Linked DNA regions of Zea mays: regions 1 and 2 are each linked to region 3. A link is a contact called in public Hi-C data. All regions are on one chromosome and are shown on one strand. The core of a region is the stretch at or near the end of the contact, and the rest is flanking DNA. Distances in the headings are between cores, read along the strand shown. Region 1 holds the start of LOC100284830 (adhesin FhaB). Region 2 has its middle 50 kb from the start of LOC100284830. Region 3 has its middle 29 kb from the start of LOC100383218.

Region 1 (2,700 bases), core at 25-2,524, 200 kb after region 3:
ATTTGGTCATCCTTTCCCCAAACCCTAAAAAATGGAACTCAGCAAAAGGAGAAGCCGAATGCTCTCATCCTTGGGGCTGTGCTATAGTTGCCCCCTTAAGAATTAGAATTCTTCTCTACCACTTCAGTGTTTTTGTGAATCTTTGTGGTTCGTCGACCTTGCTTGGTTCAGTTACACATTGATCAAGCACGTCCTTGAGCAAAATCATTTCCAACAGGTGCCTATCTAGAGAGTCATCAGTTCATCAGGCTATACGGCTCAAGTTATCGCCACAATACTATGGCAAGAAGATCAGGAAAAGAATCACACCAGTTTTCCCTTTGTGACCACAAGAGGCAGGTAAAGCAGAGCAAATCGTTAATATTACAGCGAATTGGCATCAAGGTTACTCACTGATGTGATTGCTTCTTTCTCCTTCTGCTTCTCCTTCTCTTTGTCTCTCTGAAGCTTAGAGACAAGGCCAGCCCTCCTCTTGCCCTTGGCAATGGCATCCTCCAGTTCAGACACCGCGGAAGGCTTCTTGTTACGAACCTTCCAGACGTCTCCCCGGCGGATGAGCACCTTGGCGGCCTTCCAGCCATCGATGCTGGTGTCTATGACGGTGACATCGGTCCGGCTACACCTCTCACCGTCGGCATCCGCGGCGCGCTCCGCCCGGCGGCGCTTCTTGGCCTTGGCGATCTTGTCCTTTTTGTCCTTGTGGGGACGCTGTGCAGGAAGGGCAGAGATCGGCTGGTCCTCGTCAGTTCTCGGGCGGGGCCGGGACTGCTTGCGGAAGGCTTTGGGGGCCGGGGGGCCCGGCGGGGCGGAGGACGGGACCGCGAAGACATCGGAGATCACGGCAACGAGCTGAAGCTGTGGTTGCGGCGGCGGCTGCGAGGAATTGCTAGAGCTAGGGTTTGGTCGCGAAGGGTTGCGGGGCGGACGCTGAGCCGCCGGCGGCGGCTTGGGCTTAGCGGCGGCCTTTGTAGGCGACTCCCTGACAACAACGACGAGGTCGTTGTGATCATTGGAAGAAGAAGGTGGCAGGGGCGAGGGAGGGGGAGGGGGAGTTTGGGCCTGTCGGCCCCCGTAGAGGAGGTCGTCAATGTTGAGGTGGGAGGGGAAGGATAGACCCCCTTTGGCGTGCAGCCGATGGAGCCATGACGGCGTTCTGCTGGCGGCGGCGGCCGCCGCGGCACTGAGCACAGTCTGGCAGCACGGCATTGCCTTCCGTCCTCTCCCCTCCGGCTGCGACGGTGGTGGACTGAGACTGGGGGACGACTGGAGAAGAGGACGAAAAGGAAGGAAGGGAAATGGGGTCCATCTCCTGGAAATTTGTATCTGTCCTTCCTAAATTCTATGGTTTTTTTCCGACATATGTATCTTTACTTTCTTCATTAAAAATATAACTTATTTTAATTTTGTAGATACTTAACTTTTTGCTATATAGACATATTATGTCTATATTATGTCTAGACTAGTCGGTTACCCGTGTACAGAAAATGCGACGGCTCACAATAGTATCCACGTAAATTATCCACCAAAAAGATCTTAAGATTTTTTATTGATTGTCGACAGTCTTCACATAATATTTTTTATAAACACACGGGTACCATAGGCAGCAAATCAGAGACCTTCATCCCTCGCCTCCTCCACTTCCAAGGTTATAAAAGATTATAAACACTTGAGCATGATGTTTTACTTGTTAGACAACTTCCATAAGAATGTTCTTCCATCAGAATGTTCTTAAAAAATTGCAAGAATTGCTTTATAATAAGCACTCTTATCAATATCAAAAATTAGTTTAACATGTATCTGTTTTAATTCCAAAAACTCTACTTTTCTTTCCAAAATGAGGGATATTTTCTTGCTAGGATTCTAGACATGCAGATAATATAGAATCCAAAAAATGCATTGATCATTACATGGAATTCTATTAAGATATTATATGAAAGTCGAATTTCTTCCATTCTTATTTGAGAATGCGAATACAAGGAGGTATTTTGTGTTTGGGGAAAGTCCGAAGAAAAAAGGATTTGGAATCTACCTTTTCTTTTGCACTGCTTTTAAATATTTTACGTTGAGCTTTAAGTATTTTTTGTAAGAAATGTAGGGACTTTTTTGTAAAAAGATGAAGCAGGACGACCGTTGAAACTAATGCTTTAAGTATAGTATAGATAGAGGAAAATTTATCACTAGAAATGATCTTCCTTTTCTGTTGGACATTAAAATAGTAAAAACTATTGGAGAATACTTTTTTGTTAACTTCAGTGATTGACATCACACCCAATAAAATATTTATTCTTTGCTTTAGAGGAGAAAGAAGAGCCCTCGAATATTGATTTTGCTCCGGTAGAAAGAAGAGCCCTCGAATATCGATTTTGCTCCGGTCTTTTCCTTCTTTCCCTTATTATGTACCCATGGTCGTGGAGGTTGTGCCGATGGCACGACATTGCACGACCGTGGGTGCGAGACCGCACAAGCATGACATGGCACGAGTATGGGGCATGGGAGACCCACAGCCTACATGGTTCCACACCTTGCGAAGGAGCGAGCACGATGGATCGGCGGGGCACTAGGCACCAGACCAGGAAGGGACAACAGGGCACTAGGCATCCAATGCCGCCATGATGGTGGCTAGGACTCGACGCATCCAAGTGTAACACCCTGAATTTGGGGTATAAATTTTTTCTCTAAATATCTACCAAATTCAGGTGT
Region 2 (2,700 bases), core at 164-2,663, 250 kb after region 3:
AGTCAGCAAAGGGCGTCCCATTCCACCCTTGTGGTAGCACTGTTTTTCTCGGGTGGTTCTTCATGTTCCAATTAACATAATGATCTTAACATTAACAACAAATAACAACTGATAATAAAGGTATAATCATGAATAATGTATCTTCATACCCAAAATCACATAAAGCAATAGCAAGTACTACCCAAAAAGTTTAGTGGTAATCAAGGTATAAAGATAGTCAAACTAGGGTAACCTATTGGGTCCCATCAAAATCAACCTATGCAGATCATTATGATTAATCAGAACATGACTGGGTAAAAAGAAGTGATCAAGGGCACAACTTGCCTGGGACTCGAGATTCTAGGTACCAGGATGATCTTCAGATGACTCGTGACCTCACTGCTAGTTGTAGCAATACAAACAAACATGTATAGGCAGAATTAACATCACACCAAACATAAGAACAAACTGAATAATAATAATCTACGCATTGCTACAAATCGTGGGATCGAGAACCACTAAAATCAGAGTTACGGTTAAGGAGTTATGATTTATGGAAGATAAATGTGATTTAAACATTAAACTATATTATAAATTGGTTAATATACATTGTATGAGAAAATATACTCGAAACAATTAAGTAAACTTTAATCCAGATTATAACTTGTTTAGAAATCATATTATAGTCAAATCACTATCATGTTCTAGTTTAACTTTGGTTATAAGGTATAATCTACTGAACATAGGCTAAACAAATATCTAATTATAAAAATATATTCTATGGTACAATTAATGTTGCCACCGTGTAGACAATAATTTTATGAAGCTAACGCAATTTGAATGGATCAAATCGGAGTCACGGTTCTCGAGTTACGATTTTCCGAAGTCAGTAAATACTTAGTATAGAATAAATCAAGTGGATAATTTTTATCTTGGTTTCATGACAAAACATGGTTACTAGATGATAAACAATATTAATATAAAAGTTTTGCCGCTATAATAGATTAAAAAGGAGCTATGATGAATTTTCTATGAATTATATAAGTTCTGGGATTATTTTTATACTCAAAATCGATTTCTAAATCTCCTTTCCTATTTTCTTTAATTCCTGGACTGCGACCACTAATATCACAGAGTTCAGGGGCTGTTTTATGAATTTTCAGGGCACGAATGTAAATAATTTACACAGGGCACGAACGACGAGTTGATTCTGTGAAAGCCGAGGGGCTCTTTTGTAAATCGGTGCGACAGAAGGGGTACCAACACACCGTGGTCGCCCGATCACCTATATGCGGCCACGATTGCACTTCGGGCGCAATGAAGAATCCCGCACACTACCCGGACGTCCGATGAAGAATCAAGAGTCCAGATTAGACCGCGAACCGATATGATGACGGGACCGAGGGATCAAGACTTATGGTTGTGGCACAAGGTAAGCGTGTCGCAGCTGTATCCGTCCAAATCAGGATCGAGGGCCACCATTCATCTTCCAGCTCCCGTCGCCCAGCCTCGCTGGCGCATGGTAGTTCTGCAGGGATGAAGAGGCCCCAACGACGAATTCCAATCCCCCTGGTGCTCCCAATCGCCTACAAACGATGCGCCCATACCACATGAAGTCCGATAATCTCCCACGATGCCCCTCCCCAGAGCCCAGCGATGGCGGCACCTCCTTCTCTCTCCCCTCTCTATTTTCTTGGCTCGGCACCGCGCTCCCTGCCAGACGCCAGATGGTTTGGTTGACGACGAGAAGGTGCGGGCGGGGCATTTATGATCCTAGGAGCAGGGGTAGTCCGAACGGATCCAAGTTATTTACCCAGCTTTCTAGGGAATCCCATTGAGACCGGAGCGCCCGAATCTGGCTGCGCGCGGCAGTGAACGCGGTGGAGCTGTTACGGTGAAGGGGGCAGACCCGATAGGAGGGCCCCACCAGGCCGCGGTGTGAAGTACAGACGAGTAGCGCGAGCATGATGGGGATGCGTTTGTTACCAACGCCAACGCGGATTCCTGGGAAGCAGAGAACGCATGACGAAGAACACGTGGTTCAGTTCAGGGAGAGGGATGGATCTGACCGGGCAGGGCCCACATGGCGGCGAGAAGGCAAGCAACGCGCGGTAGATTGGGAGCTAGGCAAAGGGGTAAGGCTGGCACATGGGGCCGGCCTGCCAGAAGGTGCGTTCGGCTTAGTTGATTCGACTGAGATAATGGGTCGCGCGGGGTTGCTGGGCCCAGAACGAGGGGGAGAAGAGTGGGCCGAGGGAAGGGTAATCAGCCCAACCAGGTAGGTTTTCCTTTTGTTTTTTTATTCTTTTATATTTCTAGTTTATGTTTTCTAACTTTTTTATTTCTATTTTCAATTTCAAATAAATTTGAATCTGAGTTAGCATTTTAAATATAAACAAAACAAGAGACCCAACATGATGCATGCATAGACATATATATATATATATATTATTTTACTTGTCTAAGCAAATGCTTCAAAACATGTAGACTTAATTAAGAATAAATCACACATTTAAATCATTAAGGACCCCTTTTCATATTTTTTTATCAAATAAAATAAGTGAGAACTTTATTCAAAGTTAAAAGTTTATTGTCTATTTATTTAAGAAAATGTCTTCAATATGCAACACACGCCTTGCTTCGTATGTAGTCAAGCTAAAAGTTTATAAAAATAGTGTTTATCCTTTATTATTTATTTATTTATTTATTTTATTATTTTTA
Region 3 (2,700 bases), core at 67-2,566:
AATTGGCCAAGGACGTCCCATACCACTCTTGTGGTAGCACTGTTATCTCAGGTTAAGCTCCATGTTCCAGTTAACAAAATGATCTAATCATGTATCATAAATAACTCATAAACAGGTAACAATAGTAATAAGCATGATCATGATTCACATATAGTATGGCACCCAAAACAAGATAGAGCAATAGCAGAACTACCCAAAAATTCATTTGTATGCAAAGTGTAGGGTGAACAAAACTAGGTAACCTATTAGATCCCATCAGATTTAGCCTAACAGTGCCATAGTGATTATCGGAATCATGAACATTATTAGGTCAAAGAATGTGATCAAGGACATAACTTGCCATTACTTGCAATTACAGGTACTCCTCAAAGTTGGTCTTCAAATTCCCGTCACCTCACTTTTATTTGTAGCAATACATACAAATAAGCAAATAATGGATACAAATAACATTACACCAAACATGCAAACAAACAACATAATAATATTTTACGGGTCGAGACGTAATCGTAGGTTCGAGAACCACTAAAATCGGAGTTAAAACGATCAAGATTTACAAGTTTTTGGACTTTTTTAATATCAAAAATGGATTTTCAGATTTTAATTTGACAAAAATCAAGCGTTGGTGGAGGGCTGGTATAAAAATTGAGGAACTTAGGGTGCTCGGTGTAAATTCGAGTACCTACTTTGATTGATTCTTAGGGCCTGTTTGTTTACCCCAATGGATTATATAATCTGGATTATTTTTGGAGGATTATATAATCTGGATTATATAATTTGGATTATATAATCTGAGTAGTCCTGTTTGTTTACCCAGATTATTTGGCGTGTTTCTGTTGGGCGGCGGGCTTCTCCGATCCGATAGGCGCAAAAACGATTCGGTAGATTATAATGGCAATGGTGGGTAATTTCTAGGAAACTTGAAAGGGTAGTGGGGAAGTGGGAAAAAATAATCTGAAATAAGCACCTCCTCACTTGCTTATGGATTATCATAATCCAAGGGGTTAGATTATATAATCTGGGCAAATAAGCTAGACTGTTTGTTTGCCTCTTAGGATTATTTAATCCAGATTATATAATCTGGGGGGTAAACAAACATGCCCTTAAACTGTCTAGATGGCGGGTAATTCTCATTTTCCCCAAGGGCTCTTTATGAAAAGCGCCATGGTAGCTATTTATGGGTACGCCTGAACCGATCGACGACCTAAATTAGACGCTCGATACCATGAACCGACACGCCATCACGATCCTTGGATCAATGACCTACGACCGAGATTTAAAATGTCGCGATCTGCTCTACACCGTTCATCGCTCGATCGACGGCTCAGATCGGGTCTAACCAATCGATGTCTAGGGATCTTGAGGTTGGCCGGAGTTTGGCCAAACCAACATACTGGTGACCCAAATCTAACCCCGACATGCACTACAAGACGAAGAAGGCAAATAAGATAAATGTGTTCTTACCGGCGACGGTGGAGACATGCTTCAGTCCATGTGACATGGTGGCTTCATGGCGCCCCTGGTTCGCCGACGAGCAATCACGGTGGATTTAGATCGAGTTGGGTTGCACGAGTTGGTTGTGATTACAGCTGGATGAAGGTGTTGGCAGGGCTGTCCCATTTGCTAGTGACCTCATGCATGGCTGAGGTGCGGGACCACGCGCCAGCGTCAAAAAGGAGAGATGCGGGCCGTGGTGTAGTGAAATGTTGGTTTGGGCCACGCGTGATGGCTAATGATCTGGTCGGCTATGCAGCGAGGTCGCTTGGGCTGGGAAAGGGATCCAGCCCAAGAATAGTTCGTATTTTACTTTTTTCTATTTTGTTTTCTGATTTCTTTCTTTTCAAGGTTTTCCAAATTTAGTTTTGGATTCAAATATAATTCAACTTCAAATCTAATTTTAGATGCAACAACTAAAAACTCAGCATGGATGCAAATCATATTTTTTATACTAATTAGTTATTAGATAAACACTTCTAAATATAAATAATTCATGAAAGGAGTAATCACCACAAACAATTTATAGTTTAAAAAACCTTTCTTATTGATTTAACTTTGAGTACCTTTGACAAAGGTCCTCAAGTGACCTTTGTTTCGAAGTGAACAATTAAATTCCAGGTATACAGCTAATATCAGACAAAGCTAAGCCTTGTCTGAAGAGCTATCGACAATAGACGAAGCAGTGTAAGAGAAAAGCTTTGCTCAACATACACGGTTAGAAAGGACAAAACTCGAAGCTATAAGCCTCGGCACAAAGATGCTTCCACACGACGAAGGTCAAGACTTGCGCAACAAAGAAAGGAGAAAATACAATATTACCCTGATGTCATTTGTAAATAATGTGTGTAAACCTTGAGGGACATGATTGTAATTTTGTACGAAGGCGGTTCGTCTTCCCTTTAAATAGATGAACAATGCCATGTATAAGGTACCTTTTTTGAGGGCTATAGCTTCGTGTTGCTTAGCCTTCAACGAACCTTTGTGCCATCTTGTGTTAAGAAGCCGATGGTATACTTGTAAACTCATTAGATATAAAGGATGATGGAATAAAAATGCTATGAGTTCCATACAACACTTTACATTGTGTTTCCATATCATTTCATTCACACTTCCTTTTGAAAACCTTCGTTCTACACGCTAATGCTTTGTAGAAGTGTTAAACCAAAGGACGAAGGTTCAAATATTTAACTTGTGTTGCCTTGATTT

What was found. A called contact is a pair of places that touch in the nucleus more often than the background predicts.
Region 1: a contact with region 3 is called in a Hi-C map of leaf, with 5 times the contacts expected there. The contact joins the promoter of LOC100284830 here to the enhancer-like site in region 3. A contact is called at or near these places in 5 of 25 Hi-C or Micro-C datasets (ear, leaf and tassel).
Region 2: a Hi-C map of endosperm shows a contact between it and region 3, with 6 times the contacts expected there. The contact joins two enhancer-like sites. A contact is called at or near these places in 2 of 25 Hi-C or Micro-C datasets (ear and endosperm).

What each region holds. Positions count from the first base shown.
Region 1 is chr4:226,476,277-226,478,976 of Zm-B73-REFERENCE-NAM-5.0, reverse strand. LOC100284830 (adhesin FhaB) reads right to left here and starts at 1,274. Exons shown (of 3, transcript NM_001157725.2): 1 at 394-1,274. The coding sequence starts at 1,206.
Region 2 is chr4:226,426,639-226,429,338 of Zm-B73-REFERENCE-NAM-5.0, reverse strand. No RefSeq gene overlaps it. Among protein-coding and RNA genes, the nearest start is that of LOC100284830, 50 kb to the left of the region's middle. Within about 2 kb of position 1,413, at least 19 of the 20 cell types and tissues checked have an H3K27ac peak or open chromatin away from gene starts, as enhancers often do. A contact at or near this core is called in ear and endosperm, where this site is marked.
Region 3 is chr4:226,673,142-226,675,841 of Zm-B73-REFERENCE-NAM-5.0, reverse strand. No RefSeq gene overlaps it. Among protein-coding and RNA genes, the nearest start is that of LOC100383218, 29 kb to the left of the region's middle. Within about 2 kb of position 1,316, at least 18 of the 20 cell types and tissues checked have an H3K27ac peak or open chromatin away from gene starts, as enhancers often do. A contact at or near this core is called in ear, endosperm, leaf and 1 more, where this site is marked.